Regions from separate parts of the Triticum aestivum genome. Here region 1 is linked to region 2. Evidence: chromatin contacts called from public Hi-C data. All regions are on one chromosome and are shown on one strand. The core of a region is the stretch at or near the end of the contact, and the rest is flanking DNA. Distances in the headings are between cores, read along the strand shown. Region 1 holds the start of LOC123134084 (phospholipase A1-II 7). Region 2 holds the start of LOC123134042.

Region 1 (4,063 bases), core at 1,533-4,032, 170 kb before region 2:
ATAGTCCTTGCAGTAGGGTTGACATCGACTTGCACGAGATCGAAGAAGTTCTTGATGTAGTAGTCTTAGCCACTGGGGACTTCCTCGAGGGAGATGTCGAGGTACTAGTGGTGACCGACATGGACTTGATTAGAGTAATAGTAGGCATGGTCGAAGCAGCAGCAAAAGCGTCTTTGGCAAACGATCATCATTTCTTGTCTATGAGCAACTTCTAACACCCATCTCCTTGAAACTCTGTTTGCCCCCAAGTTGGATCTTTGAAGGAGATTGAAGGGCTGACTCGCCGGGGTCCCATGGACTGTGAAGTTCTTTGATCTTGTTTGGTTTGTTCTGGTAGTAGTCGTTAGTGTAGGGGCCGAGGTTAGTACTGTCTTATTCATAGTAGTGAGCTTCATGAATGTAGCAGCCACAACCAAGAAGAATATGGTCAGAAAAGACCACCCGAAGCATGGCACTCCTCCCTCCATGAAAAGAAGCTTGTTCGCAGCAAATGGAGGACTTTCTTGCATCCATGGCCATGCTCCAAACCTGATCCGAGGTGCACATGCAAAGAGTGTTAGTGGCCACTGAAATCATTGAAAACAATTCAGAGGAGCAGTCCATCATTTTTGGAGCTGCATAGTTGGGACGTATAGCCACGAGGATCACATGGAATCGTCCAGTCCATAGGCACCAAGATAAATATTGTAGTCACAACCAACAATAGTTCACTTGGATCTGATACCACGTGTGAAGGGCACTCTAGTTTTCTCTGTGTTAATGGCGACGAGTACATGGGATGGGATACACTTGGGGAAGAAGATGAACTCTCCACCGCCACCGGTTCTGATCCAAGCCAGGATAGCTTGCTCCCGTCGTTCTCTCTGGAATATATAGTGTCGTTCTCTCTGGAATATATAGTCCATGTGTCACTGGGGCTTGTGGTGGGCTAAGCCCTGGATTATCACTGATCCGCACAGAGAGGTCGCTAACAAATACGTTCGCTGGCATTTATCACACAACGAACTACTATAAAAATCTGGCGTGGCTCCAATTCTTCGCCAATATTCGCGCGAACGAAACCGACCAGATTGGGGGGTCGCTGCAAAATCGCCCACAGCTGACGGTTGCCAGTTAGAGAAACTCTAGCAGACCTCTCATCCCGCCCCGACCCGGAAAATAACCGCCAAAATGCGGGTCAGGACCGAAAAACCTGCCCGGTCAGATCCCACATCCCTCCCTGGCCCGCAAAATTTTTTGGCCGGCGGGGCAAAATCTCGGCCCCAACCCGCGTATGCGCAGGTTTCCCCCTCGCTGCTGTGGTGCCCTGCATATAAGCGGAAGCGGTTGGTGGAGGGACATTTCAGCCCGTGCTTTCCCCCACCAACCACCTCCCCTCTCCCCCCTTGCGCCGCCGCCACCCCGCCACCCAAGATTCCGACGAAAGCAGCCGACAGGAGCTCGCCAAGGCCACCACACGCACGAGGCCTCCCCTCCCACCCCCTGCGCCGGCGGGCCGCCGGATTTGCGGATCTGCGGACCTTCATCGCGGTGCCACCGGATTTGGCTTTGCCGGTCGTCGGTGGCTGCTCCAAGCGATGGAGTGGTCGGGGAGCATCTCCCGTAGCCCCGGCAAGGGCGCATCACCGCATGCAGGGACGGGTTCGTCCTCCCGGCGCCGTCGATGATTTGCAGGCATGGATTTGTCCGGCCGTCCACCGAGCTCGGCGCTCGCACAACGGCTCTATGGCTCGCCGTTGCCGCTCATACAGTGCGACGACTGCACGCACACAGTGCTGCGGCTTACTTCGGCCACGCCGAAGCACCCCGGATCGGTGTTCTTCAAATGCAAAAATGACGGGGTACGTGCACTTGCGGTAGCTCATTTTGATAGCTCATTCTTTGCGGATCCTCATTTCGAACATGGTCATTCTTTTGTGTAGGAAGATGGATGCTCATTTTGGTTTTGGGAAGGCCAATACATTGATTTATTGATAGAAAGAAAGTTAATAGATGTTGATGCACTCGTTAGTAGAATAGAAGACAATGGTGCGGCTGCATGTGCAACTAGAGGGGAAGCAACGTCTACTTCTTCCAAACCAAAGATGAAGAATGAAGAATGCAAGATCAAGAATCCGCAGATCAACAACGAGTGCATAGAGAAGATATTGCTTCAACTAGTGGGAGTAGTTATGGAAGTTGGAAATCTTCTAAAATGCATACTTGTGGTTCTTGTTTTCTTTGGTCTTGCTATTCTAGTAAAGATTTGGTGATGTCTTATGTATCCAATGTTGTTGAAAAAGCAAAGAAATGCATTATATTGGATCAAATTAAGGTGCAAATTTAGGTTTTCCGGGCCGGAAGGAGCTGTGCCAGATCAGACCCCGCAAAGCCGGCCCGTAAAAAAACATATTTCGCGAATATGCTTTTTTACGGGTCCGTTATGTGGGTCTGCATCCGCGGCCGTGCGCGTCGGCCCACAAAGGCGTTTTTCCGCGAACTGCAAACACGTTTTGCGGACTAGACGGATGCGGGGTCTGCTAGAGTTGCTCTTAGCATTTCCGTAAAAAAAATTAACTTTTGAGCCCGGTGATTCCTTAAAAAAAATATGCCAGTAAGCATGCATGGATCTAAGGGCAAAAGGAATCGTCACTTACTTCTAAGGAAAAGATATCTTTCTGAATAAATTCCGAGTAAATTTACAGTCCAGTGGTTGGCAGCAAAACTGGGAAGAAATGAAATAATATTGGAGGTCACATGGGTTCTCGCGGAAACGTCCTATAAGTAGACGCCCAAGCTGAAGCAAAGAGGCCTCAACACTAGCAAGAGAGTGTAGCCAACAGAGCCAAACCCACTGGTACGCAGCCGATCGGTCGATAAGATCCCTCGAATTAACACCCGCTCGACATGTCGTTCCTCCCGATTCCGCTGCCAATCGTTGGAGACATAGCCAGCAGGCTGCACGGCCAAGAGAAACCGCGCGGCGAGGACACGACGTTGTCGGCGCCGGCGCCTGTCCTCGGAACCGTGGCCAGCAGGTGGCGCGAGCTCCACGGCGAGAACTCGTGGAAGGGCCTCCTGGACCCTCTGGACCCGCACCTCCGCGCCAGCATCATCTCCTACGGCGAGATGGTGCAGGCCGCCTACGACGCGTTCAACACCGAGAGGCGCTCCCCGCACTGCGGCGCGTGCTTCTACGGCTACGAGGACCTGCTCGCCGGCGTGGGGGTGCCCCACCACGGCAACAACTACGAGGTCACCAAGTTCATCTACGCCACCTCGTCGCTGCCACTCCCCAGCTCCTTCCTCCTGCTGCCGCTGCCGTCGCTGCCGGACGTCTGGAGCCGAGAGTCCAACTGGATGGGGTACGTGGCCGTGGCCACGGACGAGGGCGCCGCCGCGCTCGGCAGGCGCGACATCGTTGTGGCGTGGCGCGGCACCGTCCAGAACATGGAGTGGGTCAACGACCTCGACTTCGCGCCCGTGCCCGCCGGGCCCGTGCTGGGCTCCGCGGCGAGCCAGCACCGCCTTGCCGTGGTGCACCATGGGTTCCTGTCCATGTACACGTCAAGCAACAAGAGCTCCGAGTTCACCAAGACCAGCGCCAGAGATCAGGTAAAGTACCGTGCCACAGCGACTAATAAATAGGGCTTTGGTACGTCTAGTCGATCTAACCGGACATTAGTACTCCCACAATTCCAGTTCTAACATAAAAAATGACAACGGCTTACCTACAATAATCTAAACAATGACTATACTGAAGAAGCAAAGCGATTGACTATACTGAAGCAAGGCGACGGTCTAGATAGCCACAGGAAGTCACTGTGATGTTCCCAAGATAAGTTAAATCTTGTGAAGATAAAAAAGAGTGTCTTATCTTGAGGCTCAGGGCCTCATCTATCATTCGATCATGTCCTTTTCTTTCGTAAAAATCCCCACACTCTATGAGCGCGTCAGATAATTGAACCCTTCAAAAATGGAACGGTAGCGAGTTAACACAACGGTCCAAAATGGGCTGCACTTATTCAGGTATGGGTTACCCATAATGGGTAGGCGCTATTGTGCGATGGAGCAGCCTCAGCTT
Region 2 (4,546 bases), core at 849-3,348:
TTGAACATCTGTGTAGCTCTCGGGGAAAAAGACAAATTTGGGGTCTATAAAAAAAGTTTATTGTTCATGTATTGTTGTGACCCAATTTGTCTCTTTTTCTCAGAGCTACACATATGTCGAAATGAACTGAAATTTGAAGCGCACCTCCTGCACCAAATTATTTACCATGCAAAAAAATGATTTTTTTTAATTTTTATATATTTTGTGAATTGTTTCTTGACCGAGTGCAGATGAGCCTGGGCTCAGAAATTATTATTATTATTATTATTATTATTATTATTATTATTATTATTATTATTATTATTATTATTATTATTATCATCATCATCATCATCATCATCATCATCATCATCATCATCGTCATCATCATCATCATCATCGTCATCATCATTTGGAAATGCAAGTGGTTATTATGTACTCTAGCTAGTGCCTATAAATGCGTAAAGAAACAAAACAAGAAAAATAATAAAGTTGACTCAAACATCCTGGCCGATCGCTTCCTTTGCAAGGAAGCGTAATGGCAAGAGTTGACACTGGTGCCATTGAAGGCATCGTTGCAATCCTCCTGGGATAAGACTTTTGCACGACATATATTATCATAGGTTACGAAGAATTCTTAATTGCATGATCTCATTGTACAACAATATAACATTCCCATGAGGCCGCTTTTATGAATTCTGTTGTCATTTTTCAAAACTATCTTATGCTGAACAACCGTTCCTCGAAGCATGATTATGCTTTAGGAAAAAACTGAGATCAAATATGGAAACTTTTACCATTTGCATTCAAGTTGAACCGAGCAAACATAGATGTTTTGAGATTACGTTACAAGAACTTCTTTGAACAACAAGTTTGGTTTGTATCATACTTCTTATACAGGCACACAAAATTGTCAGACGTGTGATTGCAGACACATTTCTTATCCCGTCTAGAAACATCCGAAAATATTTGTCAGGATGAAAGGTGTGGCATGCCCGTAGTAAGATGGAAAAGGAGTGCATAGGATAGTTATTGTATGTGCCAAACACTAGTAAGGTAAATTTCAAATAGCTGCCCATCAGTTCGTGTGAGTATGTGATAACTAAGCTAGAACTACCGTGACGTTTGATGAATAGATTGAAAGTTTTTCTGGCAAAATAAAATAAGCTAAGCATCTAGTAAGATACTGCTTAACACGTCAACAAATATCATATCGGAGAGTATATAAATACAACGGGAAACATGTAACTGCGTGGACAAGAGAACTCACATTATTGGCAGCCACGCACAATCACTACAGGTGTTTATTCACGGAGGATATTCCGGATAGCTGAACAACAAGCAACACCAACTTTTTCTCGAGAGAGAAAACACAGCGACGAAGACACGACATACTGGTATACATATTTGTTGGTCACACACACACGCATAGGCACGATGACGCTGCTCATCTCGTCCGAGCTTTTATTTAATTTTAGGCGGAACATATCATATGCCGGCATGAACCGATCAGTACTTCTTGCAGGGTCCACCGCAGGTGCCGTCGACGGTGGATTTCATATCCGCGCAGCGCCACATTTCGGGGCTCGTCGACACCACGCGGCACGCCGAGCAGCCCTTGGGACACTTGGGGTGGGCGTCGTCGCAGACGTCGACCCCCGAGAAGGACCTGCAGTTGTTGCAGCACTTGGGGAAGAAGTCGGCTGCACGCACGCAAAGACATCGGCATCAGATAGCATCACCCATAAACACAGACCTCGATCCCTCACCGCGATCACGAAAAGGCAATCGATCGAGCTTTGTTGAGGAGCATGTAGAATGGCTGAGCAGCATCTGCAGCTTACCGTTGACGTGCGAGAGGACTCCCATGACCAGGACGGCCTGGAGGATCAGGATCGCCGCGAGCTTGGTGCCCTTCATAGTTGCTGATGAACTTTCAGCGCAAAGCTCTCACTTCACTTGTGTGGAGGAGTAGAATGCTTTCTGTTGTTGTAGTGGTGTGGCTGGCTAAAGCTGCGGATATATAGGCGTCGATTTCGTAACTTGATTGACAATCCTGCTAGGGCTGCTAGGCTAGCGGTCGTTATTATTCGGTTAGGTGGGGAGATAAAGATGTTTGACTACTGGTTTGGAAAGTTGGACTCGTTTCTTTTTTGTTTTATAGGCGGCGTGGATAGTTTGACATGCATTGTATATATCAGACTAGTCACAATGATGAGTAAACTAGCTGCAGTGGAAGTAACTTCAACAGTAATATCAAGTTCAACTCAGCAAATTTGCTTACATGGCAATGAGTTAATGAGGAGAGAGGTAGTTACAGTGACTTAGCTAGTTACTGTAACATCACATGTCCCAATGCAATACAAGTCTATAACCTAATAAATGAAGTTTTGCATGTTACCACACTTACTCCCTCTATTTCTTTTTACTCCGCATATAAGATTTGGTCAAAGTCAAACTACACAAAGTTTGACCAAATTTACATAAAAAATTATGAACATCTACAGTACTAAAACTATATAGTATGAAAATATGTTTCATGGTGCATCTGAATATATTGATTTCATATTGTGAATGTTTATATTTTTTAATATAAAGTTAATCAAACTCTATAATGCTTGACATTGACCAAACCTTATATGCGGACTAAAAAGAAACGGAGGAAGTATGTTACAACCCACTATGAAGATAGTAACATAGTCTAAGGATTTGTGTATGTTGCTATGCATAACATACACGTATCCCTAGACTATGTTACTACCTTCATAGTGGGTAGTAACATAAGTATAGTAACATGCAAAGCTTCATTTATTAGGTTGACTCATATTGCATTTGGGCATGTGATGTTACACTAACTAGTTAAGTTACTATAAGAGTCAATTACACCACAGGTGTCTGAACTTGGCGAGAAAAGTCAGTTTGGTGCTAAAACTTGTGGCATACATTGAACCGGTGACAGAACTTGGCTTGGGCGTTCATCTACGGTGCTAATCGTGTTTGTATACGCATAGAGTGATGACGAGGCGCGCCAACATGGCATGGGACCCAGTGTCAGTGACTGGAAGGCACATGCAAGGCGTGTGCCTCGGTTTTTTGTGAAACACACCCTGGAATCTTATTTTACTCACAAAATGACACTCAAATTTCTTTCTTGAAAAAACGAATGAAACGTCACAATGGCACTTGGGCCCCACCAGTCAGGGCGGAAATTGGGACCAAAATAATGTTGCGCACACGATCAAATACATGACATGTTCCCCTCTGGTTGGACAACCTGGCTGCCACACCGAGTATCACTTTCGGTCAAAATACAATTTGTATCCTTAATGGGCTGAATATAAACGAGCATGCACATACGGCTTAAGTGTGCAGCAGTCACCGCGGCCCATTACAGATGTTAGTTTTTCTTCCTTTCCTAGAATTCTGTAAACATATCTAAATTAATAATAACTAGCACATATGCCCGTGCGTTGCAACGGAAGATACAATAATACTCCCTCCGTTCGAAAATACTTGTCATCAAAATAAATAAAAGGGGATGTATCTAGATGTATTTTAGTTTTAGATACATTCCTTTTTGTTCATTTTGATGACAAGTATTTTCGGACGGAGGGAGTATGCATTTAAAGTCAGTGAAAATTATATATGCAAGCAAAACACTGTGTGCACACGAAAAAGGAACATTTAGTTTCTCGGTTTCACTGCGCATGAAGGAATCAATCTGCTATTTTTCCATTCATTGATCGAGGGCATTTAAGAGTTTTGTTACATCATCGTATGCCAGAGGAGACCCACGAGTTATTCAATCTACTCTTCCTTTCAATTCTTTCAATCGAGGGATTTTAAGGTATGAAGTTTCTGAATATTTTAGGAAACATGAACAATTTTTTTGAAAATTATGTACACTTTCGAAAAAACGCAAACAAAATATGAAAGGGAACATATTATAAAATTGACAAACATTTTTAGAAAACACCATTTTTTATAAAAACATGATCATTATCTGAATTTGTGAACATTTTTTCAAAGGGGAACATGTGTAGTAAATTCATAAGATTTTTAGAAAATGTGTATCTTTTATACATGAACTTTATTTTAAATTTTGAAAATTTCACTAAAACATGAATATTTTCTAAATTTGGAGCATTTTCTGAAATGCCATTTTATTTTAAGAAATCTCGAAATATTTTGAAAAAATTTGTTTTAAAAGAATGTGCAATTTCTTGCAAGTTCTGAATATTTATCAAAGTAGCAACAAAATTTTGGAATTCCGAATTTTTTCCAAATTTTTTTAATTCTGAAAGTTTTTTGAGAAATTTTAATTTAGGAAATAAATTCGAAAAGAAAAAATAAACTTAGAAGGGAAAAAGAGTAGGAAAAGTAGAATAAAAATAGAAGTAAAACACAGAAAGAAAGAAAAAAGGACCAGCCCATTATTGGTTGTCCTGTGCGAAACTCCGACTATTTGTTGCCCAGTGCAAAAAATACTATTTTACCAGCTGCGTGAATAGAAAAATATGTGGGCTGGCTTTACTGGGCCACATCACGCGGCCCACGTATGAAAATT

What was found. A called contact is a pair of places that touch in the nucleus more often than the background predicts.
Region 1: a Hi-C map of leaf shows a contact between it and region 2, with 2.6 times the contacts expected there. The contact joins the promoter of LOC123134084 here to the promoter of LOC123134042 in region 2. A contact is called at or near these places in 2 of 5 Hi-C or Micro-C datasets (both in leaf).

The regions. Positions count from the first base shown.
Region 1 is chr1B:490,624,089-490,628,151 of IWGSC CS RefSeq v2.1, reverse strand. It overlaps LOC123134084 (phospholipase A1-II 7), which reads left to right and starts at 2,782. Exons shown (of 2, transcript XM_044553431.1): 1 at 2,782-3,594. The coding sequence starts at 2,887.
Region 2 is chr1B:490,455,788-490,460,333 of IWGSC CS RefSeq v2.1, reverse strand. LOC123134042 reads right to left here and starts at 2,098. Exons shown (of 2, transcript XM_044553397.1): 1 at 1,824-2,098; 2 at 1,254-1,682. The coding sequence starts at 1,899. The coding sequence ends at 1,489.